Regions from separate parts of the Triticum aestivum genome. Here region 2 is linked to region 1. Evidence: chromatin contacts called from public Hi-C data. All regions are on one chromosome and are shown on one strand. The core of a region is the stretch at or near the end of the contact, and the rest is flanking DNA. Distances in the headings are between cores, read along the strand shown.

Region 1 (4,430 bases), core at 772-3,271:
TAGTGTTACTGGATCCTGGAAAATAAGTTTAGCCATATCAGAAAACTGATACATGGTTCTGTACATTCAACCAAAAAAATTGTTGACTAAGGACCTTTTTAAGAGCGTCCTGGTTCAGATTTTCCTTGCAGCTTATCATGCAATCAAGAATAATCCTCTGAAGTTTTCCAATTGCCTCTGCAAATGCACAATACATAGATGGTCGAATTATTCATCAGATACTATGTTTAACCAAGTCGCTGAAATTAGTTAACGCATGGAGCAAAACATAAATAGCACAATTAATTGAGAAATCAACTAAAGAAGCAGCATCCATACGGCGACAGAGGTTACTTACCAGCTAGAAACATTTAAGCACTATAAGTGTAAAAAACTTGCAAAGTAAAGTGCATCACAAACCTTCCATGTTAGGACCCACGTTTTGAGAAGATTGTCCCTCGGCATCAATCTCTGTCAAGTCTAGACACTTTTGAGGGGTAGAAGATCCTAAAGTGACATTTTCAGACTGAACATGAATTGCAGAGCGTGGTGCAAGAGGTGATTTCATATACTTGACTGGCCCATAGGTTCCGCTGCATTTCTTTCGCTCCTGGTAGGACTTCAGAGAATTGACACAATCAGCTATCTTGCCCACTGACCCAGCATCAAGATTGTCCTGCACAAACAACCAAATTAGCGTCGTGGATAATGGGCATCGATCCATCATCAAGATTAACACAGTAAGGATAGCTAGCAAACCTTTTCCAAATCAGAGGCCTCAAAGCTCGGCAACTTTAGCGCCTGAACAGCAACCAAGAAATTGCGGATGTTCTCAAAATATTGAAAAGCCGTCGATGGCTGGCTATCGCAGGGGGCGTTTGCAACAACCTTTGGCACAACACCTGGCTGTATTTTGTTGATGGCCTTGCATAGGACAATGCCGTTTCTTAGAGCAGCAACAAATTCTTGTTCCGATGGGCAATGGGTAAGGCCGAAGGGCCCAACCATGCTCTCTAGCCACGCTGCAGCCTGGTGCCGTCTCCATGCTTGCACAAACCAAAGCAAGAAGTACAGTGAGCCAATGAGATTTACACAAGCACAACTCCATGTGTTGGAAATTGTGGCATGTTAAACTAAACATGGTAGTATTGGCTACATATGCAAGGAAATGCAGTAATGCGGCGTTCTAGCTGCAAGAATGGCACTCTTGCATTAAAAGTATAATTAGAACTGGCCAACTGCACAATCTGGTTTAGGATTTTCCTCCGCAACTAACATTGTTTTTCTTACAGAAATGAAAGCATGCATAATAATAATAATAACCGGAATAAAAGCTGCACTTTCACTGCTTTGCACGGGTTCTTGGAGCAAAGATAGCAGCGACAGATTCAGGAATCACCGAAACATATCGCAGAACTAGGGTTGAATGCACAGCAGCGCGTCTGAGTCTGACGAACACCGATTTCTACAACGAACTTCCGCCAACAAGCGCGTCGATTTGACCAATATAGAAGCAGGAAAAAAAGAATCGTTGCACATCAGATGGCACAATATCCGCAGGATCCCGTGATTCAATAAGGGTATATCCAGAAATGGAACCGCGCGATTCCCGCGAGCCCTCCGCCAAAGTTACTAAAACAAACGCGCCCGAAAATGGCCACGCGCTCGCTTCAGCGCAAACCCGCCCAGAACCCAACCAAAACGAGGCGCAGCAAGAAAGAAGAAGAAGACGGGCCGCAGGAATCTCGAAGGAGACACCGCGCTGCAGCCTACAGGGATGAACCGATCAAGCAAGAAGCCATGGATGGGGGCGACGAGAGATCTGCGTACCAGCCTCCTCCGTCTTCCGCGACGCGAAGCGGCCGTTGCGGAACGACACCCTCCGCGCCTCCGCCATGCGCCTCCCTCCGCCCCTCACCCCGCTCGGGTCCCGGCGCGCCTCCGCGTAGGCTTCTGGAAGCTTCGATTCGGGAGCAGCGCGCCGCGTGGGGAGGGAGGGGAGAGAGAGAGGGGGGAGGGGTTTGAATTCGAAACTGTGGGGTGCGGCGGTGGGGCCTGCCCGAGGCGGTTAAAGGTGTCCGGGATCTCGACACCGCCCACCGAAGATCGGACGGACAGGGAGCGCTCTGCTGGCTCGGGGCCTGTGCGTGTGCGGCGCCGGCCTCCTGGTACTGTGCTGTGCTGGTGGGGAAACCCGTCGTCGTGGGGGCAACTTGCCAGTCAATGGCCGTGGCCAGACAGTCGGACGCAAGTTCAGGTGGTGCTCCTCCATGGGTGCACCGACCATGCCGACGCTCCTAGTACTATCGGCGGTGTCGTGTGGATGTAAACAAGATGCGCTATATTTACTAATGCAATCTGAGCTATCATTTCGCTCGATTCCAATCTGACCATATCCCGATCGTACCAATTCAAGTGGCCAAAGGTGTTTTTATGTTCCAATCTGAGCGTATCGATATCATAATTAAAGCAACTTCATTGGGGCCGCCGCCGCCGCCGTTCATTTCGTCCGTTCGGCCCCCAGGGCGCTAAAAAATAGCGGTACAGGGGTGAACCGGCGCTAGTTTGGCCCCTGGGGCGACCTAGCTTTCAGTCATGCCCCCAGACGCCGTCCCAGGACGCGGAAAATTCGAGCTTGATCGTTCTCGCTCACAAAATACGTCACACAAATCCGGCGATCGCAAGTCACAGTTCGACGATCGGACAGGCGCACAAAAAATAGAGCGGCAGAAGTTTGCGTTCGCATCACTCGGCAGGCTCTGCCCCAGGCGTCGGCAGAGTTGGCGTGTGCGGACTTGGCGGTGTCGGAGCTGCTTCTGCGCTGGGCGGTGTCGGCGCGGCATCGATACTGCTGGGCGTCGTGGAGGCGTCATCACGCGGGCTTGGCGGCGGCGTCGCGTGGGCGTCGGCGTCGGCAGCGGTGTCGAGGAAAGCTGGTTCAGGTTGAGGCCGCGCTCCGCCAAGTACCACGTCTTGACCGCCTCGTCGGTGCTCTGGAGCATGTCCGCCCCGCCCAGCAGGAAAGTCAGGTCGGTGTTTCTCTTCTTCGCGGCGACGTTGGTCCGGAGCAGGTCGAGCTTGACGGTGCTGCTCGACATCAACGCCGACCACCGCGCGTCGGTCTTCTCTTCACGAAGGACGGCCCGGGCCTGCACGTCGGCGAGGCAGTGCTTGATGGACTCGTGCACTCGAGCGGTAGCCGCGTCGACGTGTTTCCCCTTCTTGACACCTTTGTTGCCGTCCGGCCGCCCTTCCGATGCGCCAGGAGTCGGCGCGTCCGGCTTATAGGTCTCCTTCGCCTTGTCGAGGGTGCGCCGGGCTTCCGCCCACTTCTCGCACTTGTCAATGCGCTTGTAAACATGAAGGTACTTGAATTCGGCGTTGATGTTGCTCTGCCAGTACAGGGCGAACATGCGCAGCAACTGCGCGGAGGAACAAACAATTGGCAGGCATACACGGCGAAGAGAGGCGGGAGAGACCGGCATGGCATACCTGATCTTCAACGCCGGCGCCACTCTCCGGACGAGCCGCGACCTCCTCGATGACCCCATGCCATTTGTTGCACGCCCCCTGGATACGCCCCCAATGGTTCGCCATCGCCTTCAAGCCGCGCTGCATGTAGACGCCTTTGAAGTAGGGGTCGACGAGCTTGCGCTCGTCGAACTCGGCCTTGATGCGGTCCCAGTACGTGTCGATGCTCTGGTTCGTGCCGGTGGTCGGGTCGAGGCAGGCGACTTTCCATGCTTCGGCGAGGCATTCCTCCTCCTTGGACGCCCACTTGATGCGCGGCTCGCCTGACCTAGCCGCCCGCTTCTTCTTCTTGCGCCCCTTCGCCGGAACAGGCGCCGACTCCTCCTCCTCCTCCTCCTCCTCGTCGTCCTCCTCCTCCTGCTCCTGCTCCTCCTGCTCGTCCTTGCCGTAGACATAGCCGAGCTCGCCGTCCATGCCACCACTAAGATCCACCGTCTCGTCCTGGTGACAAACCCGCGAGACACGACGGCCGCGGCCGAACCTGCGGCGATGATGTCGTCCATGTCGCCCTCGGTCTCGTCCGTGTCGCCGAGGTGCGAGAAGGGCAGCGCGCAACGGCGTAGATGGGGCGTCGGGGAGGACGCGTAGGCGGGCGGCGAGTAATTGTATGGAGGGTACTGCACGCCGGCGAAGGCGGGCGAGGGCGTGCGCTGGGCCGGGTGTCCTGGGGAAAGGTGATGTTTGGGTTGAACCCACCGTGCGTGTCCCCGTCGGCTAGCTCAGCGAGGGCGATCCCCATGGCTGCGGCGACGGAGAGCCGACGCTTTGCTGGCCCCAGGGAGCGTACTGGGCATGACTGCCGGGTCGATTCATCATCCCCGCGCGAGTCGCCTCGGCCTCGGCTTGATCCGCCGAAGCGGCAGCCGCAGCCGCGCGCGCCGCGTTGTCACAGGCCTTCTTGGCGATGGCCCTGTTGCGCC
Region 2 (4,326 bases), core at 412-2,911, 220 kb after region 1:
GTACTGATCAGTGATCACATTGATTAGGACGAGGATGGAGTTTTTTTACAGAACTATTAATCCCCAAAAAGCTGATGTGACCAGCCTACTTGCATGCTATACAAAAGTAATTAGCCACATTCTATTCTGTACTACCCTGGTTGTGACTGAATCGAGTAAAACAACAACATTGCTTGCAAAGGCACAGCATTGTACTATCTAGCAGCAGCAAGCGCATATTTCGGCATACCGATGCTGGATGCTGGATGCTTACCCGAGCCACAATGTCGGCGTCGACGACAGGGACGCCGGCGGATTTGAAGAGGCCAGAGACGGTGCTCTTCCCCGAAGCAATTCCACCCGTCAAGCCGACCAGTCTCATCTGAAAATCGGTTCGCACGAGACGATTTAGAGCGCGTGGGGATGACCCCGTCTGTTCCAACTCTCATAGATTGGGGATAACCGATTTTTTAAAACCGAATTTAATCACAGGTGGAGAGTTTAACAAATGGAGGGGATACGAAACCACACCTAATTCAGCAATTTTTAGGTAAATAAAAGAGGGGGCCGAATCGAAAGGGGAAATTCGTCGGGCGCTGTGTTCTTCTCGAGTGCTCTCGGGTGATCAAGTGAGCGAGAGATACCTTGCGATCTCGAGGCCGATGCGTCCCGGTAGGCCACACGCAGCAGGCCTCCTCCGCGCCGCCGCTACGTTGCAACTCTCTTCTTCAAGCGTGCCGTCGCAAATTTGTTTCTCCGCCAGCCAGCCGCCGTCGCGTAGCTGCGTGCGAATAATCATGAGAGTACAATTACTCCATCCGGTCCTTTTTACTCTACATATTAGGTTTGTCCGAAATCAATCTCATCCAACTTTAATCAAGTTTATATAAAAAAATTATAGACATTCACATAACAACATCAATATCATTAGATTCATCTTGAAATATGTTTTCATATTATATTTATTAGATATTATAGATACTAATAATTTTTAATATAAATTCGGTCAAACATAGTAAAGTTTGACTTTCGGCAAAACCAATGTGCAGAGTAAAAAGGACCGGAGGGAGTACCAAGTAGGGGGAAAAGGCGGCGCGGTTGGGCAGCGTTTGCCAAAGCAACCACCCAAAGTGGTTAAGCCTTTAAATTTGTACTGTACGTTGAAAACACATAGAATAAATTCCTTAAAAAATACTCCCTCCGTTTCATAATGTAAGACTTTTTCTGACACTATAGTAGTGTAAAAAAACGCCTTACATTATGAAACGGAGGTATTTGAGAAAAAAATGGATCCTAATAAATGTCACGCGTATACGAGTGCATGCAACTTCAAACGTTTTTGAATGTAAGTTTAATGACATGAATATGACAACTTTAGTTAGCAAGTATAACAACTTTCATGCTTCAATTTATTTTTCGACAGAAACTTGTCGTTTGTCATTGAATTTTGCCATATTTACGTGACTAGTATTGCCAAACATGTCAGGTTGGAGTGCCACCTACCTAATGTGTGGCACTTATCATAACCGAAAAATTACAGGTCCCGTATATTATCACATGCATACCTCATATTTGCAGTTTTCAAGTCATTTTTGAGGGAACTCATAAATCGGTCAACGCCGAACCAGGCAGCCCGGCGCCATCGAGCGCGAGCAGCAAGAGCAGCACTAGAGCAGGCGGTCATGCGTTCTGGTTGTGCATGTGTGAGCGATTGACCGGAGCATGCGTGTGGCCGTCGTTCTGGCCAGAATTTTTTTTACGGTATGAGTTTATGAGATCTATTCGGTTCGATGTCATGTGATGTCGTAAATTCGTGTCAGGGGGGGCCGTATATTGTTTTTACAGGACCTACTAAGTTGCTCTAAGGGAAACTGTCATACATGTAGTTATAAACATCTGACCTATCACCAAAAAACATCTATCTCCTTTTATTTGAGCTCCACAGAAACTCTCTCGTGCCTCAAAAAGTTGTTCCAAAACCTATCACTAAAATAGAACAGGAAGATCCTCTGACTCCAACTGACCGTCCTCCCCATCCCCGTTACCGCTATCTAGCAGCTGCACTGCCAGAAATGGACGATGTCATCTCCAAATCATCTCTCAAAACCTCTCCCTAGCCTTCGAGGATCGAAAAAGAGGTGGCGTTGCCCACTGCCACCATTGGGTTGCGGGCTCTCGGCGCTGCAGCCACTATCGAACATGTGTTGTGCTCGTCACCGTGAGCAACTTGCATCTAATGCCACCCTTTATAGAAAAATGCCAACAATTAATGGGTCCCGTGTATCGAGAAGCATTAACGTACGCATCAAGAGCGTAGCCTCGCAATGTCCACGTTGACACAGGTACGACAAGAAAATCGGATGGAGCTAGCGAATGGGTTGGGCAGGAGCGCGAATGGTTCGACTTTTTAATCCCACACGCATCCTCTCTCCTTCTTTCCACCCACCTGCTAGGGTTTCCGTCGTTCCGGCCACCGCTGCCGCCGCCGGCGCCCGACGCCGCCACCATCCCGGCTCAAAGGTCAGTAGCGCCGCTATCTATCTTGCTCACGCTTGTAGCTTCACCATCTCCCTCCCTTTGAATCAGACTCTGCCTCCTCTTTCCCCCTTCCCCACAGCCTAATGTTCCCTCTGCCTCCATCCCCACGCTTGCAGCGGCGACCCAAGGAGGAGCTCCGGACTCGGCTGGAGTAGCTCGAGCAGCGGTGGTGGTCCACAACGCCATCAACGTCTTCCTCGGCAGAGCAACGTAGGCCGTACAGACGTCCGGCTCCGTCCTGCTCTAGCGGCGCCGCCTGTCCACCCGACGAACAAAAGAGGATTAAGGAGGAGATGCACGACGGAGGTGCACACGCTCTTCCCTGTGGGACGACGGTGGTGTTCTTGCTCTAACCAAATTCCACCCCCTCGATCCCAAGTCAGATTCAAGTTCGCTTTTCATCAGTCTGATGACAAATATTCCTGTTTGGTTGACGGTGGTGATCAAGGGGTGGAATTAGTTCATGCGTACAATTTATTAGCACAGCGCCACACCAGAGTACTTATGGCGACGATGATGACGAAGCAAGCTGACTTCTACTTCCGGCATACTGTTGGCTGATGCTTTGTACAGCAGCAATGCGTACTCGACCTCCGATTCGAATTTTGATCGTTGCACAGAGCTGGCTCCAATAACTTGGACACTCACGAACACAATAGCCTCTGCCGATCGATTTTGTGGCCGGCCATAAACGCTACGGATACAAACAAAATCAATTGGACACAATAGCCTCTGCCACAAGTGCTGGCTGTTTGCTTTATTACTAAATTCATTCATGGTATGCAGGGTACATGCATATATGAATCCATACTTGGATGGTTGGACTGTTGACAGAATAGGTTCGTATGTGAAAATAACATTAAGCATTAGAGCATTATACTTATTCAGATTTGGTCAGAACATACATATACCAGCTAGGCCAATTGCTTTTTTCATGCTACTGTTAGCATGCACTGATGTAGCAATATTCTAAAGGGATGTAAGAAGTGTCTTGCTTGACATCCTCTTTTTGTTACAAAGAAAAGTGGTTATTGATGTAAACTTGGCATCAAGACTATTTAAGTATATTTAGTTCAGGGGATGTTAAATATGTTGCTATTTGTGATTTAATCATTTAAGTATCTTTTTTGCTAAGGTTCTCTTTGTGGTTTTTCATGTAGCAATGGCATGGTTCATTAAATCTTTGGCACACAATGAAGTGTTTAGGAAACTCGATCCAGTAAAGCGGAGTGTTAATTTATCTAAATACGTCCAGTAAGTTCATGATGTAGCAAAACTTACATGGTAATGCCCAATCTTTTGCATTGCATATGTTAGATAAGGAGACTCACGTAATATGAAGGAAATTACACCATAAAGTTTGTCATGATAGTGTACTTTATCAGCATTATTTTCATATATACATTATTATATGCTAGACATTTTTGTTCAGCTAACTGAGAAAAACATCAACTGAGAAGACTACATAACTCAATAGTTAATCCAGTGTTTATCTAACAGAAAAAATAGGCCACCTGTAGAAGTAGACTCGTTACAAAATCTTTCCAATAATCTGACAAGTACATCATGTATCTAACTCGGCCAAGTAAATTACACACTCATATCTTGGGTTTTAGGTACATTTATGTTTAAAATCGAGGCAACAATAGCTAAACCAGTATTTAATCTCTTTTATCAAATTGTGCAGAAGCATTCTATATAGGTTTATCTGTACCATAGCTGATATATTAAAGTGAGTAGCTTGAACTACATCACTTGTAAAGACTCCCTAAATTATAGACATATCCAAAACAAACTGCAGTACTCCTT

The links. Hi-C and Micro-C count contacts between places; a contact is called where the count stands out from the background.
Region 2: a Hi-C map of leaf shows a contact between it and region 1, with 9 times the contacts expected there. The contact joins the promoter of LOC123056874 here to the promoter of LOC123060923 in region 1. A contact is called at or near these places in 2 of 5 Hi-C or Micro-C datasets (leaf and an unstated tissue).

Annotation. Positions count from the first base shown.
Region 1 is chr3A:189,582,250-189,586,679 of IWGSC CS RefSeq v2.1, forward strand. LOC123060923 (kinesin-like protein KIN-14A) reads right to left here and starts at 2,022. Exons shown (of 20, transcript XM_044483785.1): 1 at 1,810-2,022; 2 at 739-1,025; 3 at 400-655; 4 at 95-177; 5 at 1-15. The coding sequence starts at 1,876.
Region 2 is chr3A:189,801,082-189,805,407 of IWGSC CS RefSeq v2.1, forward strand. LOC123056874 reads left to right here and starts at 1,662. Exons shown (of 8, transcript XM_044480114.1): 1 at 1,662-1,682; 2 at 2,297-2,499; 3 at 2,634-2,823. The coding sequence starts at 1,662. LOC123060925 (dephospho-CoA kinase) reads right to left here and starts at 790. Exons shown (of 4, transcript XM_044483790.1): 1 at 624-790; 2 at 254-361.